Linked DNA regions of Mus musculus: all the other regions are linked to region 1. A link is a contact called in public HiChIP or PLAC-seq and promoter capture Hi-C data. All regions are on one chromosome and are shown on one strand. The core of a region is the stretch at or near the end of the contact, and the rest is flanking DNA. Distances in the headings are between cores, read along the strand shown.

Region 1 (4,359 bases), core at 1,848-4,347:
ATAATCCTATGAAGAATATTGTAACACCATCTTGTAATATTTGCTTTTGCAGATCAGTAAGTGGAAACTCACGTTACTTAACCACTTGCTCACACATATGCTATGGAAAGCATGAGAAACACTTTCAGAAAAAAATCGAGACAGTAAAACTTTCTGTGCTATTTCAACATTTATAATAATGGCTCCATCTACTTTAAAACAACTTTAAATAATGACTAATGGCTCTCAAGAGAATTATAATGTCTATTCTTAGAAAAATCTCAAACCCACATAGTCAGGACTCAGAACTGAATAAAGCATCAGATATTAGGTCTGGATTAAATAATCCGTTAAAAAGAGAAGTGTAAAATCGTTGCAACAGTTGGCATAGAACTCATTCGTCTATAGACGATTATTTGTCTATGTATATGCAGAGGTGCCTAGCACCCCCAAGTCACTGGAAATAAGCCTATCAAATATGAACTGCTATCTGCTTCTCAGGTCCCATGCAAGTTTACCCTGGTATCAGTGGCCCTAGAGTAAGCTTATCATGAAAGCAAGAACTTACACCTGCTTTAGTGCGAACAAGCGCCTCATACCAATTTCTAAAGGGGCTTTTGTATCTTAACTCTAATGCTCAGAAATAATTCTAATACCAAGACGTCACATATGTGGGTATGTGAACTGAAAGGAGTCTCACAATACACATTCTCATTAAATGTGGTGGCATTGTTTCTAGCTGGTGCTTCCAATAAGCTGATTTTGAAACATATTCATGCATCTATCTGAGGTTTTTAAATACTAGTTTTAAGCAATGTCACTGTTTTTGTGCATGTAAACATTTTTAGGAAAAAATGCAAGTATATTTAAAATTCAAGTGTATTTTATTACATGCCTTTTAGTTACATGCTAGCAATTTCAAGAATAAAATATACTGCTAGTTTATTCTATCTATAATTCTGCGATGCTACTAAATTTAGCTGACTGGCAACAGCAGCAGTCAAATGCAAGGATGAAATCTAGATTACCATGTCAGTTTGTTCAGAGCCTTCTCTTTACAATCCATTTGTTGGGCCATCAAGACGGCCCAGCAGTAAAGGCACATGCTCCCAAGGCTGATGACCGAGGTGTGAACCCTGAGACCACCGTAGATGTAGAGAACTTATAAGAATACGTTGTCCTCCGACCTCCACACATGATACTCCCTAATGAAATAAGTATTTGTGTAGGGTTTTCATTCTTTAGCAAGTCACTGAAGTGTCCATTTTAGACATCTATTCTAAAGATTTGATTTTATTATTTTTAACTGTGAGTATGTGTGGTGCATACAGTAACCAAGGAGTCCAGGGGATCCCACTGGAGCTGGAGTTACAGGTGATTGTAAGTCCTCCCCCACCCCCCGCTGTGGGTGCTAGGAACTGAACTAGGGTCTTCTGCAAAAGAAGCACTCACTTATAAACACGAGCCCATCTACCCAGCCCTTCCTCTGGGTCTTCTGCACGTACGTACACTCCATTACACAATCAAGGAGCTGAAGAGGCTGGTTTAAGTAGAGTGAACGGCCTGGTATATATAGTTCCACAACAAAATATTTTAATGGATCATGGGACTGAAGACTTGAGGACAAATTATTCACAGTTTCAAAGTATTAGGCCAGACAACTTCTTACTTACAAAGGGTGAAATCTATTTTTACAATGGCAAATCAGTTGATTCAGGATCATACCTAATTCCCCAAAGAATCAACATAAAATGGTTCTTGTGTCCTGAGAAGGGCATAATCAAAATGTAATTTCAGTTTCTAGAGCCTTCTGTAAAACAGGTCTAGACTTTTGAAACTAGGTGTGTCTTCAAAGCCCAGAGATAATAGAGGGATTTCCATGGACTGACTGGGAGTAAAGAGGCAGAACAAATAAACACAATGGCTGCTTCCCAAAGAGGGGAAGGGACAATGGACAGTTAAGGAAATCTGCACGTGAACTACAAAGTAGATTAAAATGCATCCATGTTCAATTCCCCAAATGTAATGAAGTGGAAAATAATACTTAAGTATTTTTGGGTTATCAAAAATCTCCAAATGGGTCAGCAAAGTTAAGTGCGTGTACACAGTACAGGGGTGTTGTAAAAAGCTTTTTAAAAAAAAAAAAATCAAAACTTCAATTTAAGGGCAAAAACACAAAAACTACCTCGAGTCGACCTGTAGATCAACATTTTTAATTATAAAGTTTACAAACGGGCAGTCCTCCTCTTTGTAAACGACTAATCAAAGAAACACACCACTCTCTCCCCTTTGCAAAATTTCTTAAAAGGCTTGAAGTAGGTACAAAGGGCAATACTACGACGCGCACCACGAGGCATGTGGGTTGAATAGATGGTATTTTCCACCTTGGGGGCCGAAGACGATCGGAGACCGCGGTGTGGGAAGGGGCAAGGAGGCCAACATCCCTAGCTGACAGGTGACAGCCGCCTGCTCCAGAACTGCCTGTTGTCGCCTTTGAAACAAACTTGGAGCTCCTCTGGCCGCCACTCGGCTCCTCCCTAACCCCAGTCCGGCAGGCAGCGGCTTCTAGAACCCTCTAGCCCTCTCAAACACTTCCTGCTCCTCGCCAACTCCGGCTGATGGAGCCGGGCGACCAGGCCGCTCACTTACCACAGCGCCCGCCCCTTGGGGGCCGTTCGGGGTCGTATCCGCCATGGGAGACACTCGGGAGCCCGGGACGCTGCAACAGCAAAGAAGAGCAAAACGTCAGTGCGGGGCGACGACCCTCCGACCTGCTTTCAGAGCCGGCAGGAACCCCAAACCCCCGGAGGAACGGGCCCTCCCGGACGCGTGCAGCACACAGCCGCAGAAGTCCCCCTATGGCGGCCCGGTAATACCTGCCCCGCTCGGTCCAGACCGAAGCTGCCTTTCTAGAAAGACCCAAGCGAAGGCGGAGCTTCGGAGAAAGGCCTTAAAGGGCCGATCGACGCCGCCGGTTCCCGGGGTTGCAAAACCGGAAGTGATCCTTTCGTTTCCACGTGAGTCAGGCGGGACGTTGAGAGTCACCGGGCGTGGTTTCCGGAGGCATGACGGGAAATGCAGTTTTTCTCCTTGTTTTGGTTCCACCTTCCCTACGAGCCAATTGGCACGGAAATGTTAAGTAAAACCACCGAGGCAACTTTCGTCTTAACCGGCACTCAGGCGATTTTCCTCGCTGGCTTCCGAACCTCAAAAATCTCTCTACTTCCATATACAGAAGCTTCAGAAATATCTATGATCTCTCCAGATAGCGATTCACCAAACCCTGTGATTTAGTTTTCTTATTTCAAGCACTAGTGAAACCGGCTATGTGACAGACGCTTGGAGGAAAAAAAAAAAAAAAGAACATAACACTGACCTTCTCAGAGACAATAGAGCAAAAACGACCACAAGCTGAGTTAATCAGGGGTTTCTGGAAAAGTAATTCTGGCCATAAATCTTGAAGGGAAAGGAAAAATTGTATATGAAAAGGGAAGGAGGTTCCAAATAAGAGAACAGAGCAGGTAAAGTAACAGAATGAATCAGGACAGTTCGGTGTGAACTGAATGAATGGGTCTGGGGGGGGGTGAAAGATTTGAACTGCTGAGAGGCAGGGTGTGTGGCAAGAAAAACATTACATGAGGGCACGGGAGGGGTTGGAAGGAAAGGGGAGAAATGATGAAGTTATATTTTAATTAAAAATATTTTTAAAGACTTATTATGTATACAGTGTTCTGCCTGCATGTATGCCAAAACTTCTGAACTTAACTCTGCAATCTAGGGAGCCAAGCTACAACTTTAAGCAGAAGTGTGACATCATCTATATTAGAAAGATCATAGGGAGGCCATTGCACACAACTAGGGAGAGCAATGAAATCCTGAATTGTGTGATGGTGTGGGAGAAAAGAACAGGAAAGAAGACTTGAATGTGGCTTCCATAATTTCATGTCTGGCTAGATAAAAGGTATGCAGGGGTGGGGGTGTCGTCTGCAGAGACCCGGAGAAGAGGCATAGAGAAAAATGAAAAAGAAGAACAGAAGAGAGAGGTGGAGGACAGGAAGCTGACTACAGATCTATACTCCAACTTAGGAACCGAGTATCTCTAAGCTCCTACTCTCTCAGAAGTACAATTGCCTTTATGATTCATGGCAGCCTAGGCGCCAGTCAGCTGCTGTCTAGGAGTCAAAGGATGCTCGGTAGAATGTTGTAAACTTTTCTTCTAAGGCCAATGTCCACATTCAGGTCCCCACAATCTCCAGTCTAGATTCCCTATCACCCAAGCTCAGCTAACACATTATCTTCTCTGCATTGCTGGAGTATAATTTGTCCCCTATTTTAGAATATTTATCATTGTCTAATATTTCTTTTTGATTATTTGTTTAA
Region 2 (4,192 bases), core at 1,414-3,913, 560 kb before region 1:
TGTGGGTGGTTTGCCAAAGAAAAGTGGGAGACTTCCAGGAAAGCAGACACTGAACTGGTGACAGCACCAGATGTCCGCAGAGCTTGAGCTGTGTTCAGTCCAGTGATGACGTACTAATGCAGATGACATTTTCTCCCCCACCCTCCCACCCTCCCAGCTCTGCACTTGTGTCTGGAAACCTGAGATGTACTGAAGAGTTTCTTTTTAATTTCCATGCTTGGGCAGATGCTTCATTTCTTTAGTGCCTTGCTTCAAAGTATAGTATGAACACCAAAGCAGCCAAGTGCCCAAGTCCTGGTCGCTGAGTTAATGCCTGCCTTCTGTCCTCCGTCTGAGCAGCTACATGTGAAGTGACCCCACTTCAACAATGCAGAATGCAGGGTTTCAAGTCTCCTTTGTAGCTACAGTAACTGCCTTTGCATTTACAGAGAGAATGAGAACATCTAAATCGTTTCTCCAGATTGCTTCAAAACAAAAACACAGCTTGGTACGGGACAGAAGGAAAGGATACTTTTATTTGTGCACGCATATGTGCGTGAGTGCACGCATGCGTCTGTGTGTGTGCCTTGAAAAGGACAGTGAGCAGTGTTCCTCTTTCCTCCTAAGTAGCCCCTAGCTTTAATTGCATCTCGTAAGTCGCCAGCTCGTTTTCCAGTTCATACTCTTTTATTAGCTTCGGACTGTTGTAAGCATGATTGTTTGTTTAATAACCTCAATCTAGGTCAAGAATCCTGAGCAAACAATATAGTCTCTTTAAGAACGAGTATCGGAAACCATTGACTAATAGGTGATTGGACCCTGCCTAGTATGTTTAGAAGGTAATACAAGAGATGTTTTGAGTCCATTTGTGGCCCTCCTCCTAATTGCATAATCTGCACAGTCGTAATGGCTCTCTAAGTGTGTTATGAGGCAACTCTTCTCGCTCCTACCTACTCACCCCTCATTTCAGTTGCATAACCTCTATATAGAGATGGCAGTTTAGAGGAAGACTTATTTATTTAATATCTGCTTACAGAATTGCATGAGAAACATAATCTCTATGGAGACTAGACTACGGAAACAGTTTGAGTAGCAACTATCAGTCTACATTGCTAACACTAAGTCGTCCTAACAGCAATGGTTTGACCGTGGCTGAGGAAGTAAGGCCCAGACAATACATTGCTTTGTTTATTGTTGCATAGAAATGCCCTAGGCAGATTTTAAACCCAGATCTGTCTCAAGGGCTCCCCCTCCCATAATCTGCCTTTCTGATTTCATCACAGATAAGAATAGCTAGGATATTTCCTTGTAGTGCCCCAAGGGTATCACGGTTGTACACATTGTACAAAACCTTATAGGGAAGTGGAAGCTATGGTTTGACATTGTGTTTAACTTGGTATATCTGGAGTACTTTAAGCATAACATATAATCAATAAAAAGATTATCGATAGGATATTTATTTTTTAAATCCTACAGCTCTTGCAGATCGTGGGTGGGCTTTTGCTTGGTGTAACATTAAGTGGCAGGCGTGTCTGACACTGTACCACAGTAGGAAGATAAGGAGGGATGTAGGTTAGGAGGATGGTTTCTACATTGTTTTCCTATCAGTTGTCACGAGCTGAATCCAGACCCTGTTGTCTTTCACCTATGCTATCACATGGCCTCCCAACGGCCTTGCACTTTAAATTCAAGGTGTTCATTGTGTCTCTGGATCTTCTCCTGCCCCTCGTTGATTCAGGTTCTCTTCAGAGAACACTCATTGATTGAGTCAGTGTTATCCCCCATCGTTTCTAACTATCACTAAGGTCTCTCAGTTCAGCGTCTTGAGAGGTCTTCTCTGACCACTCAGGATGAAGCATCACTTGCCTTGGACAAAGCACTGATGTCTGCAAAAAACTATCACCACAGTGAGACTAAAGAACGTTAATGGCCTTTCACTACCTGCTAGCCATTTCCTACGGCTCCCTTAGAGTGATCTGTAATTATCTTCCTCTACTCTACAAAATAAACCCAAGAGAGAGGGAACCTTATCTTCAGCTCTTTCCGAAATGGTTTGTAAAATGGCCTGCCCAAAGAGATTAAGTATGTTGACTGAACAAATGATGGGATTAAGTTCTGCGGATTGCGTTGTAGTATCTGTGACAAGGCTTGGAAAACGTTAAGCCTTTCACTTAGATAACCTTTGAGCCTTTCTGTCCTTGGTTGCATCTTGCTGTGTGGCCTGAAAGCTGCAAGCTGGGTCTGGACAGAGGGAGGAGGAAGCCTAAGGCCTCTTACTTGGTAACCCGGTGGTAAATGCTCAGAAGAGACCAGGCCACTGCTGGCAAAAGCTAATGGTTACCAAGTATCTCTTCAAGAACAGAGATTTGGCTGCAGTTATAAATCCACGTTTGAGGTCTGGTTGAATACTGACTACAGACTAAATCAACTGTTTTTTTTATAAAACATCTCTGAAAAGGCTCGTACTTTTCATTTCCTTGTTCTTATAAATACACACGCTGTTGGCTGTCTACCCATACCCGGAAGATACTGACTTCTGAGTGCTTTAGGACCAGGAGACAGCCTAATATTGTCAGCCCCGCTTCCTCATTTATCAAGACTAGAACATAACCAGGAAGGGCTTATGCAGGGTGATGTATGTAATCGGTAGAGGAACCAGAACTGGCCCACAGCCTGTGCACGGGTTTAGTGATTGGCATGGCTGAGAAAGAGGAGCACGTGTTCATTACAGAGAAGTAGCTCACATGCTGCCCCAATGCCAGCCCACATCTGTTGCTGATAGAAATTATTTCGGGAGGGTGAAGTGGCCACCTTCAGCATGCCACTTTTATACCCTTGTATGCAAATACCAAGCGATGTTTTGTTAATGGTGAGTATCAGGTGGCTATTTATTTCCCTCTGCTGCTATTTCAGGCTTCTCAGAACTCTGCACACACACTTTGGTCATATTATAAAAAATGAAGAAGCCAGCCTGATAAATCTATGGTTTCATGTGTGCTTAGGGCATTCTAAGTATTTTATCATTGTTGAAATTATGATATTGTTCAGGAAACAAAGCTTCTAATGTTGGCTACAAATCAGATCAAGTAGGGTATTACTAAATTTATATCTTCAATATAGATAGAAGCTAGAGCTCCAAATTACCGAATCACTATACTCCCTTATCATTTGAAAACTAAAAGGTGTGTTAGTCAGCCTTCTGCTGCTGGAATAAAGTATTTGAGATAATGAACTTATTAGGAAGAAAGGCATTTGGGCTTCGGTTTCATATTCTCCAGGCCAGGTTTGCTTAGACCCATCACTTAGGGCACACAGCAAAGCAGCAGGGTGTCATGGCACAGAGTTCATGGTCAAAGAAATGCTGTCACATATCTCATGACAAATACAAAGGGAAGAGAAGAGAACAGAAGAGAGACAGGGAGAAGGAAGCAGAAAGGAAGAGGGGAGGGAGGAGGAAGTGGGGGCAGGGAGGAAGAGACAGAAAGTGAAAGGCAGAAGGAAGAACCAGCCAGCTTCTCCTGTTCCCTTCAAAAGTATGTCCTTAATCACCTAGCTATCTCCCCTTAGCCTCAGGTCCTCCCTTCTAGTATTGTCACAGAATGATAACCAAGCCTTTGACAGCAGATCTTAAGGGAACATTTAAGATCTCAGCCACCGCGTTGTCCACTTCAGTGAACCATTTAGTGTCCACACCAGAATCATTTATTCTAGAAGACTGTCTTGATTCTGGTGGCTTTAAGAAGTCACCAACTAGAACAACACTAAACGAAGCCACCCTATGCTTTCCTTGTCAGTTTGCTCTGTAGAAATTGTTGTCTACTCAGTTCCAGTACAGACTGGGAAGTGCTATTTGTGTTGCCAGCAGGTTTGCCTGTTCCAGGGAATGGCTACACACTCATGTCCGAACTGGACTTAGTGTGTGATGAGGGTCAGGGTGAAGTATGCCAGGGAGGCATGTTAGCAGTATTATAGAGGGAAATAAGAAGTGGATATGAGCATACTCCATTTTATGCTTCTATGAAAGTCTCAAGAATAAAGTTGTTTTTGGTTTTGGTTTTAAGAAACTAGTTGTATCTGTAATTGTCAAGTGTCTAGCTGAGCATTTCAGTCCTGGAAATGAGTGTCTCAAAGATCTGGAAACTAAAACTGAAGAAGTGGGCATTGGTAGTGCTGTGTGCATGTTACACTGTTGGGCAAAGATAAAAATGATAGG
Region 3 (4,183 bases), core at 690-3,189, 540 kb after region 1:
CACGACTCTCTTCCCATTTTGGACAAGCAAATCCTTCCTTTAAAAGAAAAATACGTACAAGATAGAAGTCAGTCCGAACCGCTGAGCCAAGAGAGGGGGCAACCCAATTGCCCTCTGGTTTGATTCAGAGAGACTAAAGAAAGTTTCAGGGGATTATGTGGTTGCCCTTCGTGATATTTTAAAGCTTGAATGGCAGCATATGTACCCCCAAAGATTCCCAGTTGCGCGCCAATAAAACTTCCAGTCCCAGCTGAGCACTGTCTCACGACACTTCCGAGTTAAGTCCAGCCAGACACGCACTGACTCCCGTTAACCACATTTCCCTTAGTTTTTTTAACATGTGTATTCATTGGGGGGGAGGGGTGTCAGAGGTCAGCTTGTGGGAGCCATTTCTCTCTTTCTACCATTTAGTTCTCGGATATGAAACTCAGGCTGTCAGGCTTGGCCACAAGCACCTTTTCCTGCTGAACCGTCTTGCTGGCCCTTCTATTTAAACACATTGATGACCGACCAGCCTTTCTGATTTCTAACCCACTGTTCCCTTTCTTGGTGGGGATGCTCCTACAGATCTCTGACGATGCTTTGTCACAAGCAGTATTTCGGAGACACCTAGTCTATTTGCACAAAACACCTCAGTCATTCAGGTCCCATGGGCCACTTGGCCCAACCTTCTAGATGCACCTTATTTTTTTTTGATAATTTTTTAAATTTTAATTAAGATATAATTATATCCTTTCCCCTTCTTTTTTTCTCCCCCACAACTCCTCCTCAGTTCAAGCCATCCCATCTGGGCCCCTCTACACCTACCCCACAAAGACATTTAAATTGTTTTAGTTTGGCTTCTTACAATATAGTCCCATCCTCCTGATTCTCTTAACTGCCGACCTCAGCACACTCAAGTTTGGGAAGGTAATTTGGGCAGGTGAAGTTTATAATCCGTACCATCTGCAGACCACAGCAGCTAGAAGCCAAGTGACTGGCAGCAGTCATTTTGTGAGTTTCTCAGAGAGAGAGGCATGCCCTGTTCAGATTTGAATTTCCACGGGATTCTACCACTATGCTTTGATCAAAGTAGACACCTAATACATATTTAGGAGGAAAAGTAGGCTAATCTATCTCTAGGGTCTGCTTCCAATTTTTAAAATATCTGTAATATATATGATGTGCATGTAGCTGGAAGAGAGTTTGAGCCCTTTATAAAGCAGCTTGGTTGAATTATAAGTCACGTGCCATACAGTCCAGCCATGTAAAGTGCACAGCCGCACGGCTTCAGTATATTTAGTCCTGTGCCACCACTGGAGCCAATTTCAGAGTACCCATTACCCAAGAAGGAGGAGTCCCATCCCTGTTATTACTCACTCCTGTTACTTCCCAGTTTCCCCAAGGCCCAGGCAAATACTAACTATTTTAGGGTTCTCTGGATTTTCCCATTCTGGACATCCATCTAGACAGAGTCATACAAAATGAGGTCTAATGCACTGACATCTTTCATTTTCCACAATACTTTCAAGGTTAATCCATCTCTGTTTCATATACCACCACGTCATTCATTCATACTGCCAACTCATATTTCACTGTAAGGATGGAAAGCAGCTTCATTTATTCATTTGCCAGCTGATGGACATCTGTGTTCTTTTCAGTCTTGGCTATTATGAACATGGCTCCTGGGGAAGTTTGTTCTTGTGTAGATGTACGGTTTCATCTCTCTTGGGTATAAATGCAAGGGCAGGATTAACTTTGCATTTAACCTTTTGAGGGTGGGACTGCCTGCTCTTCCGACTTGAATACAGCTTTTCCTCCTCATGCCCAGCCTCCCCTCCTCTCCTCACTTCTTTCTCTGAAACATCAGGTCTTTATTTCTACTTGCCTGAAGGATAGGATGTGGCCCGCTGAAAGGAGAAACAAAGAAGCAATCGGGACTTTCAAGTTCAAAAGCCTTAGGGGGACTAGTGAAGACTCACATAACAAAGGGGATTAGAGAGAGAGCTGGCCCCCTCCACTCCACCCTGATCTACCACACAAACCCAAATTCCCTCCAGGGCTGGAAAGAGAATAAGAGGCAGGGAGATGAACACGGAAAACAGCTGTGTGTTGCTGGGAACAGGCAGCTGTTTCCAGGAACTGCTAAGCTGGGAATCCATTCTGTACATACATCCTCGTCCCCACATGGCAAAAAGGAGCCACTGGTTTGGCCATCAAAGATGACACAGAATTAGGTACATTGGGTGTAATGCCTAAATTGGGTAATTAGTATATTCATGTATCGATCAAATAAAACTATGACACAGAAGGCCAGGTTGGCAGCTGTTGGGACAATTCAGTGACAGTTACAGACAGAAGGACCTGGGAGATCTGCCACTTAATACCTGGGAACTATACTGCCTTTTGTAATTTAGATTTAGTTTGAAAGAGAAGAGCTGGTGTGTTAACTCCAAGCTGATTAGAATCAATTATCTGTCAGTCTACCAAATTATAAGTTTATATTTAAAACTGTCTTCTGGGGCTGAGGAGACCACTCAGTGGGTAAAGTGCTTGCTGCTGAAGTCTGAGGCCCTGAGTTAATCCCCTATACACGCACACAAATTAAATAAATAAATAATTTTTAAAAATAAAAAGTTAAGGTAATGGGCAAGCTAGGAAGATACCCAATCAACCTCTGTCCTACACACACTTCAAAAACATAACAAAACATAATTGTGTTCTGGAAAAATGAAGAAAGTCAGAAGTCATGTATATGAGGTGTGCATAGAGATCAGTAGCCACCACATAAGATATTTTTAAAGACTATAAAAAAATCAAATATCCAATAAATCTATCAAAAGGTACAAGTCTCCCCTGATATAAAAAGATCATAATGTGTGGCCAGCATAAGGGGAATTCTAAACTACTGGTAGAATGGTCATTGGGAAGCACGGGTTACCAGCACTTGGTAAAACTGAACAGATATGTGTCCTATAGAGATAAGAAGGTGGGTATGGAGGGAGAGGGGCAACTTCCAGTCGGCTAGAGCTGCATCACAGGAAGGACATACAAACCAAGAGGACCCACGTGGCCAGCCGAGATGGCTGACCACCAACTGTCTTTTGCTTCACGTCATTGGTTTTGCAAGATTGCCTGCACCCATCATGCATCAGGTGTACCCATCATGCATCAGGTGCACCCATCATGCATCAGGTGCACCCATCATGCATCAGGTGCATCGTACATCCTGGAAACCCCACATAAGGACAGAAACATGCCCATACCTCATCTCTCCGTTAAATTTTGCCCATAAAGCCCAGTATCCCAAACCCTCTTCATCAACCCCATCTCTGTTTCCTACTGACTCATCCTAAAATTCTTTTCTGTGGCGGAAGTGAAGATGGAAGCTCCTCCGGGGCACAGGTCTCTGAGAACTCGGCAGGGTGCCCCGCCAGCAACATCAGGTTACAGCTTCCACTGCTGATGACACTACAAGCCAGCAACTGTCACCTTAGATGTCCCAGAGGACTTTGGCATGGCTGTGTCACAAAAGTAAGATTTTGCTATGTTATTTATGGTTGATGCTGGGAAAACCATACCTGCAGGCAATCTCGACGTCACCAATAACTAAGATTAATGAATCACACCTCAAGAATTCGAAGGCTACTCCCTATGCTGTCCGGCTTTTCTCCTCAACTAGTTCCTGACCAGAAGTTCTCACAGCCCTACCAATCCAGACCCAGTGCCTCCACAAGACCTGGCTGATGTTCTGAGGGGTTGAATGGGTGGAGGAAGGGCACTTTGCATCAGTCTAAATTAGAATTTAAAATAGTCAGAGAGAAAAATACAGGCTGTCAAAAGTTATCACGGAGGCATATCGCTTACAGAAAATGTGAGAACATGCATGGAAGATGCTCGACCACCCTCCCTCGATATTCACGCCAGTCACTGCCTCCTTGGCAATATTACACATCTATAACAACCATCACAGCCCACTGGGAGAAGTGATGTCACTCCCCTCCATAACCTTGCTAACTCAGCAAAAACAGAAGTGGAACAAAGCAAGAAAAGCCCAGGCTACACAGAAGCCTTGTTAATGGACATGCCACTGTGACCTCTGATGAGGGTGCCCATGCATTCTTCCCGTAAGCACTGAGCAGCTCTCTGTGGACAGCTGGGAAGCTGGGAACACGGGGCTCAAGTAAGGTTGGCCTTTTCCTCC
Region 4 (4,346 bases), core at 814-3,313, 560 kb after region 1:
TATCTCCATGGTTAGAAACAGAGAATGCTTTGTTTTTATTGTTTCGGGTTTTAATTTGAATTATTTATTTACTTACTTACCTATTTATTTTGAGACAAGGTCTCACTTTGTAGCCTGGGCTGGCCTAGAACTCCCTATATAGACCAGGCTGGCCTCGAACTCAAAGATCTGCTGCCTCTGCCTCCCAAGTGCTGGGATCAAAGGTGTGTGCCACCACCACCTGGCATAAAGCAGACTATTTTAATCTGTTGGCCTAATTTAAATGAGCTTGTCACACTGAAGAGTCCTGGCACTTGAGGAATTGCAAAACACCGATCATCGGTCTCATCCGTCGTTTAGACTGTGAAGTCCCAGTCACCGTCTTATTCAGAACAATGGCCGCATGTTAAACACCAGTGTCACTTTCTATTGAAATAAAGGCTCGGGGACAGAGGTGCTTTAGGAAAACTTTTGACTGAAGCGATGTTACATTACTCTAATTACTCAAGTCTGGAACTTGAGTGTCTCCAAAGCCCATGTGCTGAACGTCTAGTCCCTCATGTAGCTTGCCTTCCAGGAGTGGCCTTTGGGAGTAGAACACAGGACACAAAATAAAGGTGACAGAAGAAAATCCAATGGAAATCCGTGCATCCAGTCAATTTGTAAGAATGAAAGCGGACTCGGGCATCCTGTGTCTGTATTCTGGTTGTGAACCAAGCCTGGAGGCTTAGCCATCTCTCCAGCCCTTGTGTCACTTTGTAAGGAAGCACGTGGGTCCATGGTGTCTCAGAAGCAAGTGCAGGGAGCAGACCTGGCCTCTGAACCATTGTTCATTTCAAAGACAATTTTTGGTTGGTTGTTTTTTGTTTTGTTTTGTTTTCTGAGACAGGGTTTCTCTGTGTAGTCCTGGCTGTCCTGGAATTCACTTGTAGACCAGGTTGGCCTTGAACTCAAAAGATCTGCCTGCCTCTGCCTTCTGAGTGGTAGGATTAAAGGTATGTGCCACCTACCTGGCTTCAAAGACAATTTAAACAACAACAACAACAACAACAAAAACTTGTTTAATAGCTTGACAATTTGTTGGGTTTTTTTAGATTTATTTATCTATTTATTTATTATATGTAAGTACACTGTAGCTGTCTTCAGACACACCAGAAGAGGGCATCAGATCCCATTACAGATGGTTGTGAGCCGATTGATGGGAATTGAACTCAGGACCTCTGGAAGAGCAGCTAGTGCCCTTAACCGCTGAGCCATCTCTCCAGCCTTCAAAGACAATTTTAATGGACAATTTCCAGTGTTAAAATGATTATTGTCATAAATCTCTCAATGTGGATTTCATATGTTCAAATACATATATAAATATCATTATATAATATTTATATAACACATATTTACATATGTATATAATATATGTGTATATCATATATATTTACACACACACACACACATATACATATATATATATATGAATGAACTCAGGTGTGTTTGTCTCAAACAAGAACCAAACCAATCCAAACAAACAAACAAACAAAAAGAAAACAGAAAAAAGGGGGAAAGAAGAAAGAAAAAGACAAAGACAAAGACAAAGACGAGAAAGAAAAAGAAAAAGAAAAAGAAAAAGAAAAAAGAAAAAGGAAAGAAAGCCTGTAACTGAAGTTGCTTATTGGTGGTATATTTGAGTGCAGCAGCTATGGAGGAAAAAATAGAGAGAGAGGAAAAAAAATGTTTCCTGAGAGAAGCAGGCAGCAGGCCAGACAAAAGGGTCTGGAATTCCTCACCACATACAAAATGTGAAATATTTCATTCCCATGAACACAAAGAATATTTCTATAACTGTGTTCAAACAAATAGGATTTCTGTAACCTTCCACAGCAATGGGTGAGCCCTGCAGGTCAGATTTCAGTAAATAACCGAGCTTCCATGTCACCTTTCCTGTTTATGTCTCGCCAGCCTGGTGTCTCATGATGAAAAGCATATGCAGACAAAGGCTCCAGGCTGGGCCAGAGGAACCTCAGTGACCTCAGACATCTGCAAGAGGTCCCAGCAGTCGGCTTATGGCCCTTCGCCACAACGCCCTTGCACCTCACACTTGGGGGGCTAGAGGGGAGGAGATGGACGAGCCACATGCTGTCTTCCTGGTCCAGCTCTGAGTGACAAGGGAAGCAGGGGATGGCTTAGGGGGGACAATGAGGAGGTTCCCCATGCTTCCATGACATGTGGCACCATCTTGCACATGAGTTTTAGGTTGCCACATCCTGGATGACCCCCAAAGCAAAGCGGAATACCACGACCCATGTTTTAGCACCCAATATCAGTCAGGAGTCTAGTGTGGCATGGCTGGGGGTCTGCTCAGGGTCTTGCAAGCTGAAATGAAGAAGTTGGCTGAGCTGGGTCCCTTTCTGGTGGTTCTGGGGTAGAACAGGCTCAGATAGGCTGTTAGCCAAATTCCTTATTGCTGGCTCTCGTCATCTGTGGGCTACCCTCGCTCCTGGACACTCCTCACCTAGGAAAAGCTTAATCCTTTTCAAGGAGTATCAGACCAGCCGAGCAGAACCATTACACCCTCAGGTCAACTCAATTGGGACCTTGTCATACGTGTAAAAATCCCTTAAAGTGCTGTGTATATGAGTGTTGAGTTCCGGGGACAGCGACAGGTCTGTACACGGAAGGCTGGGAAGTGCAGTGACCACTGTGGGACTCTGCTTCCCACAGATTTCTTAGGAACGAGTCTCTAGTCAAATTAGGTAGTCCACAGCGACAGAAATTTGTACTAAATTCTTTGTTGTGGTAGCAAGGGGCAGGCCCCACGTGCATTTGGTGCTCAGAGCCAGGCTAGGCAGGAGACAGCCTCCCTGATGAAGCCCGAGTGCCACATTAGATGTAGCTTTCCAAAGTCCCTCTGGGGTGTTCTGTAGATTAAAACCCTGTGCACAGTCTTTTGAATCTCTAGATACTAACTTCTTTGCTTGTTGTTGTTGTTGTTTTTTAATCTCATGACCCTCATTGGATCACTACAAGATATACACATATCCCAAACCATTATACTACCCCCATAAATGTGTACGATTATGAATCAGGGCAAATTTTAAATAAAAGCAGAGTAGCTGGGCAGGTGGTTCAGTCAGCAACGTGTTTGCCACATAAGCATGCGCCGAGTTTGTTCCCTAGCATCTGTCTTGAAGGACAGACAGGGTAGGAGATGCTTATAAACCCAGCACTGGGGAGGTGGAGGCAGGAGGATTCCCGGAGCTTCCTGGCCAGTGAGTTTTGTCAAATCAGGGAGCTCTCAGTTCAGTGTAAGATTCTTCCTCAGAAATAGAGTGGGAAGTGAGGAAGACACGTGACACAAGCCTCTGCACAGATACACACATGCACACATATATACATACACTACACACACACACACTCACACACATAATATACCATACACACACACTACACACAGGCACACTGGGCACATACACACACATATACACACACATAAACACACTATACACACATATACTTGCACTATACACATGCATGCAATACACACATACGCACACATATACTATATGCAACATACACATATATACAGACATAAACATACTATCTACATACAGTATACATACACATACACACATATATACACACAGTTATACACACATGTAAACACACTAACAAACACTATATACACTACACACAAATAGAAGTATACACACACACTACACACATATATACACACACATGCACACATAAACATACTGTACCCATTACATATACTCCACATACATAAACATATGCATATACTATACACACACTACACAGAAATAGATGTACACACACTCACACACAAGAGAAGAAAGAGCTAGGGATGTAGCTCCATTGACAGGACTTGCCTGGCACGCATGAAGCTCCAGGTTCACTTCCAGCATCATATGAAACAGGCTGTGATGGTACACGCCTGCAATCCTGTCAAAGTCAGCCTAAAATCCACACATCCCTGTGTGGGGTGGGGCAGAGACCAGTCAGGCATAAGACACGGGATTTAGAACCTAAGAATGCTTTTAGTTTCTGAGTCTTAAATCAAAGCCAAAGCCAAAGAAAGGGAAAAAGAGGGGAATGCTAGCTGTAGTGCTGGGGCAAATACTTCCCTAAAGACCTATTTAATTTATCAAAAAATGTTTTGAGATGGGGTCTCATTAACTCAGTCTGGCTTCACACTCACAACAGATCCGACTTCCACCTCCCGGGCTTTGAGATTATAGGCTTGTGTGATCACACTCGGCTCTACAGAGATCTTACACTTTAATACTCTACAGGTGATTTCAGCATTTCCCAATAAGACAGATCTGAATACAATACTTTACTTCTTCATAAAATTG
Region 5 (4,384 bases), core at 612-3,111, 510 kb after region 1:
TACACTGTGTAATGTTTAGCCTGAAATACCAACAGGAAAAAAAAATCTTTATATATTTTGATCTATGGGGAGATGTAATAAATATGTGTACATATTCCAAAATTCACAGAGATGTGAGATTCAGATTTGCATTCTATCCTGCATGGAGTTTATACCACAATGCACTTTTAAAGGCAGGACATGTATGTCAATATTACTATAAATTACTATCAGTTACTATCAAAGAAACTGGGAATAAATCACGTGCCTATGAGAAAACAGAGGCTAATTTCCCCCCCAAAAAATTCAAGAAGTTGAAAGAAGCTGTCACACAACTCTCCACTACTGTCTCCAGTGAGCCTGTGAGCCCCAAACTCAGAGAGAACACCTGTCATGCTCCAAGCCTTCCATCAAAATAAGCCTTCCATCAAAAATAAGAGGCTAACGTCGTTTTCTCATCTGGTAGTAAGTTACATCTGGTAGTTACAAGAGACAAGCCAGCCCTGACTTTTAGTAATGGTGCCTGGTATATATTGTTTCCTTAGTTCCGTTTTTAAATAGATGGCTCCAAACGCTAAGGAGCTTTTTTGCATCCATGAAGCTGGTTGACCCTGAAAGGTGGCGGCCTGTGGCTGAGCCTTCCAGCAATAGCCTCTGCAGGCAACCCAGCAGGTTTAAATATACAGCCCTATAGTTCTATCACCCTACCAACATTGGAGACCTGGGCTGTCCCAAGGGTGGGGATGGGGTCGCTAAGCGACCATCTGAGTTCTCTGAAGCGTATTCTTGCTTGGTCACGACTTAGCTGCACACATCCTCCTTTGAACTCTCAGGCCAAGGGGGTTGCGCGCCATTTAGCCAAATTCCTCTTCTACAAGGCATTTTAAAAGGTGGTTCATAGGAATTCCAAGAGTGGATCACAAATCACCTCTCCCACTCTCGCCCTCCACGCGTCCTGAACCCAAAGACCGGATTGTTTCAGAATAGCAGGGCTACTGAGCTGCACCTGCAGATAGACATCATGAATCAGGATCACCCAGCGAGCGCTTCCTGGACTGAGCCGAGAGCTCCAGTGATTTCCTTGGCCTTCCACCGAGTCATTTAAGAAGTGAAATGTGCCAACCTGGCCCGGTACGGGGCCTGCTGCAGCCCACCCTGCGGTCTCTGGGACAACCGATAGCTGGGCAGCGTGTCTACGGATAGCGCACTCACAACTAGGTCTTGCAGGTTCCCCCCTACGCTGTGCTCTGCGCCAACCTTGCACCTGAACGGGTGCCAGAACACAGCCAAGAGGCTTGGATGGGTATGAGCCTCAGTGGTGATACTGCCAACTCTGCTCCGGAAGGGAGAAGAGAGAGGCCAAGGGAATGTGGAGCAGTGAGCGGGACACCCCGAAATGCGGCTCCCGCAAAGGGCTCTGGAAGCTCGAGCCCCTGTAGCCTTTGCAGCGCTACGGCTCGCACTGCGCTTTCCGTAGCAGCACTTGCAAACCAAGCGGAGATTGCGAGCTCCGCAGGCAGCAGGGATGAAGGCGCAGGGGACAGCCTCTTGCCCCTGGGCGCACAGCTAGACCGCAGTGTCCCCCCTGTTCACGCCCACCATCCCAGAGCCCCAACGCCAAGGGATCTCAGTCTTCCGAAGGCCGCGGAGGATGACCTGGGGAAGCTGGCCACGAAAGTGGGGGAAGGCTGGACCTGAGGTCGCTGCTCTCGGGGCAGCAGCTTGGGGCGCCCCTGCAAGGCCGCCCGCCGGTGGCGGCACCTACCTCGATCCACTTCTGTGCCTCGGCGAAGGCAGGCTCCGGAGGTGGTTCGGGCTGCAGGGGTTGAAGGACTTCCAGACCGAGAGCGGGGCAAGCCATCTGCGAAGCCCGGCGAGTACTGGAGCGCTCGGCCGCCGGGATGAGCACAGCCTCCTCCGCAGGAGCGCGCTCTCCGCCCCTTCCCGCCCGCCGCGCTCTCCAGCCGCCTTCCCCGCCCCCACCGAGCGCAGGTCCCGGAGGACAGCGGCGCGCACTGCCGGAGGACACCGTGGCCACCTCAGCCAGTGGCGCCCGGGCCCGCCGCTTCGTCCCCTCCCCCAACTAAAAATAACCTGCCAGGAGCTCCGGGCGTCCTTCCCGGGCTCATGCAAGGACCGTGGGAGGAACACGGCCCGCCACCCCGCTTGTCCTGCCTCCGGCCGGCTACTTTGGGTAGCAGGTCGAGCTGCACCTTGGGTGAAGCTGGGCGGGGAAACAGCACTACTGCGGCAGAACTGGAGGACTGACTGGCACCTGCTGTCCCTCCCAGCTACAGACCTGAGGCCTAGAGCTGCAGCTCCGGACCCAGCACTCTAAGGTGTTCACAAGGCAACCGCCAGATCTTTCTGTTAAAAGGGGAGGGACTCCCCGCAAGCTACCTGGGCCTTAGCCTGTTGACTCATTCACAGGATTTATTCAGCTCTTATTATTCTCCAACCACCAAGCTAGGAACCTAGGACTGCCGGATTGGGAATGGGGGGTGGGGTGGGGGCAGGGAGGGATAAAACAAAAACAAACAAACAAACAAACAAACAAAAACTCCTAAAATGTGTGCTGGTTAGTTTTATGTCAAGTTGACACATGTTAGAATTATCTGAAACAAGGGAACCTTAACTGAGAAAATGCGAGGGAGAGCCTAGCCCATTGTGGGTGGCACCATCCCTAGGCTGGTGGTCCTGGATTCTATAAGAAAGTAGGCTGTGCAAGCCATGAAGAGCAAGCTAGCAAGCAGCACCCTTCTATGGCCTCTGCATCAGCTCCTGCCCTGCTTGAATTCCTGTCCTAATTTCCTTTGATTAGGAACAGCGAGATAGGGAAATGTAAGCCAATACCCTTTCCTCCCCCGTTGCTTTGATAATGGTGTTTCATCACAGCAAGACACAATTCTAAGAACTTGCCTTCAAGATACGTACACTTAGACTGGGATATAGCTCAGTTGGTAGAACGCTTACCCAGCATGCAGCTCACCCTGCTTTCTGTCCCCAGCGTCATGTCCTTGGAAGTACAAGCTCATAATCCCAGCACTCACTAGGTGCAAGCAGAAGATCAGAAATTCAAAGTCATCCATTGCACAAGCCAACTTGAGCTATATGAGACACCGTTCTCTGTATGTATTTCTCTAGATATTCACAATACCGATATTCACACTGGGGAGCAGACAATAAACATGGGAATCAAAAGATGTTGTAGAATGAGCTATCTGGTAAGAGATGGCCTGTGTTGAGGAGAGAAGGTGCCAGTTGATTTTTAATAAGCTGCTCATGTTGCTCTTGAAATGGCTGCACCAGTGCATTTGGGAGGCAAGCATGCTGGGAGAGGCCTGGAGGAGGGACAAGTGGAGAAGGAAACTGGGTATTTACGCTGGTGTCTCCCTGAGGATTGACTGACACCACCACTCTAAAGCAACATATGTCTTCTTTCCTTGGGTCCTGTCTCCTCTTGACCCATTCCTCCCTTCAGGCCCAGGAATGCTAAACCCCCCTGGTTTCCCACCTTTGCCCACTTCCTTCTATCACCCCTTAGTTTTGCTCAGTCACTTCATCTGTGGCTCAGTAAGCTCAGGGTGTTGTGACAAACCTTTCCTGGGAAGACACAACCCACATGTCTACTTACACTAGGCATGGATCCTGTGGCAGATGAGATACAAGTCCAACTTGGTGAACAATGAGTTTCATTGGGTTACTTAGAGGAACGTGGGTGAGACGTTACTTACAGTCGCAGAAAGGACTCAAAGACAACTGCATCACTAAAGCTCACCCCAGCATGGGTGACAGCTCACAAAGCTGGGAACCTGGAGCTCACAGCACAGCCTGCAGGAAGCTCAACGGGTGAAGAGTACCCTTTCCAGGTGCCTCAGTTGGTCTAAACTTCTTCCAGGCAGCTCTGCTGGCCCTTGCTTCTTCTAGGCAGCTGGTCTGGTCTGATTCTTCTTTGCAGCTCAGCTTGTTGGAGAGTCTTCTTTGTTGCTTGGCTCTGCTCTTCTTAGGGGATACTCAGTGTTTATTGCTTACTCTGTCAGGTCAGGGCCTGGTGAATCTGGTCAGTTTCAGGGACTTCCTGAAGCTACTTTGAGTTGGTTACCTTCCTGCTTAAAGAGCTTCCCTGCAGGATGTAATATTGCAATCTCAGAGGAAACTTTTATGCAATACAATGTTCTTGATTGACACAAAGCCAGTGGATCTATCTCTCTGAATGGCTGCTGGTAAGAGGTCATTGAGGGTGACTAGAGGTAGGCAGGTATTTACCATAGCTAAATCTGTCATCTGTTAATAGTCTGAATTCAGTTTGGGTAGAATTCTGCCACTATAACACAGAGATATAACCCAAAACAGGCTTGAAACACAGTTCTCTGTTTGGGAGCCAGATGACTTACAGTGTATAAAC

Evidence for each region. Promoter capture Hi-C pulls out the DNA fragments that hold promoters and counts their contacts. HiChIP or PLAC-seq counts read pairs in DNA pulled down with a chosen protein or histone mark.
Region 2: a contact with region 1 is called in a promoter capture Hi-C map of pre-B cells, with 2.5 times the contacts expected there. The contact joins the enhancer-like site here to the promoter of Tmem33 in region 1. A contact is called at or near these places in 4 of 39 promoter capture datasets (HPC-7-derived erythroid cells, fetal liver, neutrophils and 1 more), 1 of 115 datasets of contacts at active chromatin or transcription factors (bone marrow-derived macrophages) and 1 of 9 other capture datasets (liver).
Region 3: an H3K4me3 HiChIP or PLAC-seq map of bone marrow-derived macrophages shows a contact between it and region 1, with 4 times the contacts expected there. The contact joins the enhancer-like site here to the promoter of Tmem33 in region 1. A contact is called at or near these places in 7 of 39 promoter capture datasets (cranial neural crest, embryonic stem cells, frontonasal cranial neural crest and 3 more) and 9 of 115 datasets of contacts at active chromatin or transcription factors (bone marrow-derived macrophages, differentiating embryonic stem cells, embryonic basal ganglia and 3 more).
Region 4: an H3K4me3 HiChIP or PLAC-seq map of the SCID.adh cell line shows a contact between it and region 1, with 8 times the contacts expected there. The contact joins the enhancer-like site here to the promoter of Tmem33 in region 1. A contact is called at or near these places in 11 of 39 promoter capture datasets (cranial neural crest, embryonic stem cells, frontonasal cranial neural crest and 7 more), 22 of 115 datasets of contacts at active chromatin or transcription factors (the SCID.adh cell line, T-cell acute lymphoblastic leukemia, bone marrow-derived macrophages and 11 more) and 2 of 9 other capture datasets (macrophages and pancreatic islet).
Region 5: a promoter capture Hi-C map of embryonic stem cells shows a contact between it and region 1, with 3 times the contacts expected there. The contact joins the promoter of Limch1 here to the promoter of Tmem33 in region 1. A contact is called at or near these places in 5 of 39 promoter capture datasets (embryonic stem cells, hippocampal neurons, liver and 1 more), 3 of 115 datasets of contacts at active chromatin or transcription factors (embryonic stem cells, large pre-B cells and stem cell-derived neural progenitor cells) and 1 of 9 other capture datasets (embryonic stem cells).

The regions. Positions count from the first base shown.
Region 1 is chr5:67,259,303-67,263,661 of GRCm38.p6, reverse strand. Tmem33 (transmembrane protein 33) reads right to left here and starts at 3,097. Exons shown (of 8, transcript NM_028975.4): 1 at 2,856-3,097; 2 at 2,629-2,698. The coding sequence starts at 2,673.
Region 2 is chr5:67,820,677-67,824,868 of GRCm38.p6, reverse strand. All of the region lies in intron 1 of Atp8a1 (ATPase, aminophospholipid transporter (APLT), class I, type 8A, member 1), which reads left to right. Among named protein-coding and RNA genes, the nearest start is that of Gm52816, 7.8 kb to the left of the region's middle. Within about 2 kb of position 2,663, at least 125 of the 459 cell types and tissues checked have an H3K27ac peak or open chromatin away from gene starts, as enhancers often do. A contact at or near this core is called in bone marrow-derived macrophages, fetal liver, neutrophils and 1 more, where this site is marked.
Region 3 is chr5:66,718,902-66,723,084 of GRCm38.p6, reverse strand. No RefSeq gene overlaps it. Among named protein-coding and RNA genes, the nearest start is that of Limch1, 25 kb to the left of the region's middle. Within about 2 kb of position 1,939, at least 8 of the 459 cell types and tissues checked have an H3K27ac peak or open chromatin away from gene starts, as enhancers often do.
Region 4 is chr5:66,697,713-66,702,058 of GRCm38.p6, reverse strand. No RefSeq gene overlaps it. Among named protein-coding and RNA genes, the nearest start is that of Uchl1os, 23 kb to the right of the region's middle. Within about 2 kb of position 2,063, at least 10 of the 459 cell types and tissues checked have an H3K27ac peak or open chromatin away from gene starts, as enhancers often do. A contact at or near this core is called in the SCID.adh cell line, where this site is marked.
Region 5 is chr5:66,743,366-66,747,749 of GRCm38.p6, reverse strand. Limch1 (LIM and calponin homology domains 1) reads right to left here and starts at 1,861. Exons shown (of 26, transcript NM_001001980.3): 1 at 1,745-1,861. The coding sequence starts at 1,840.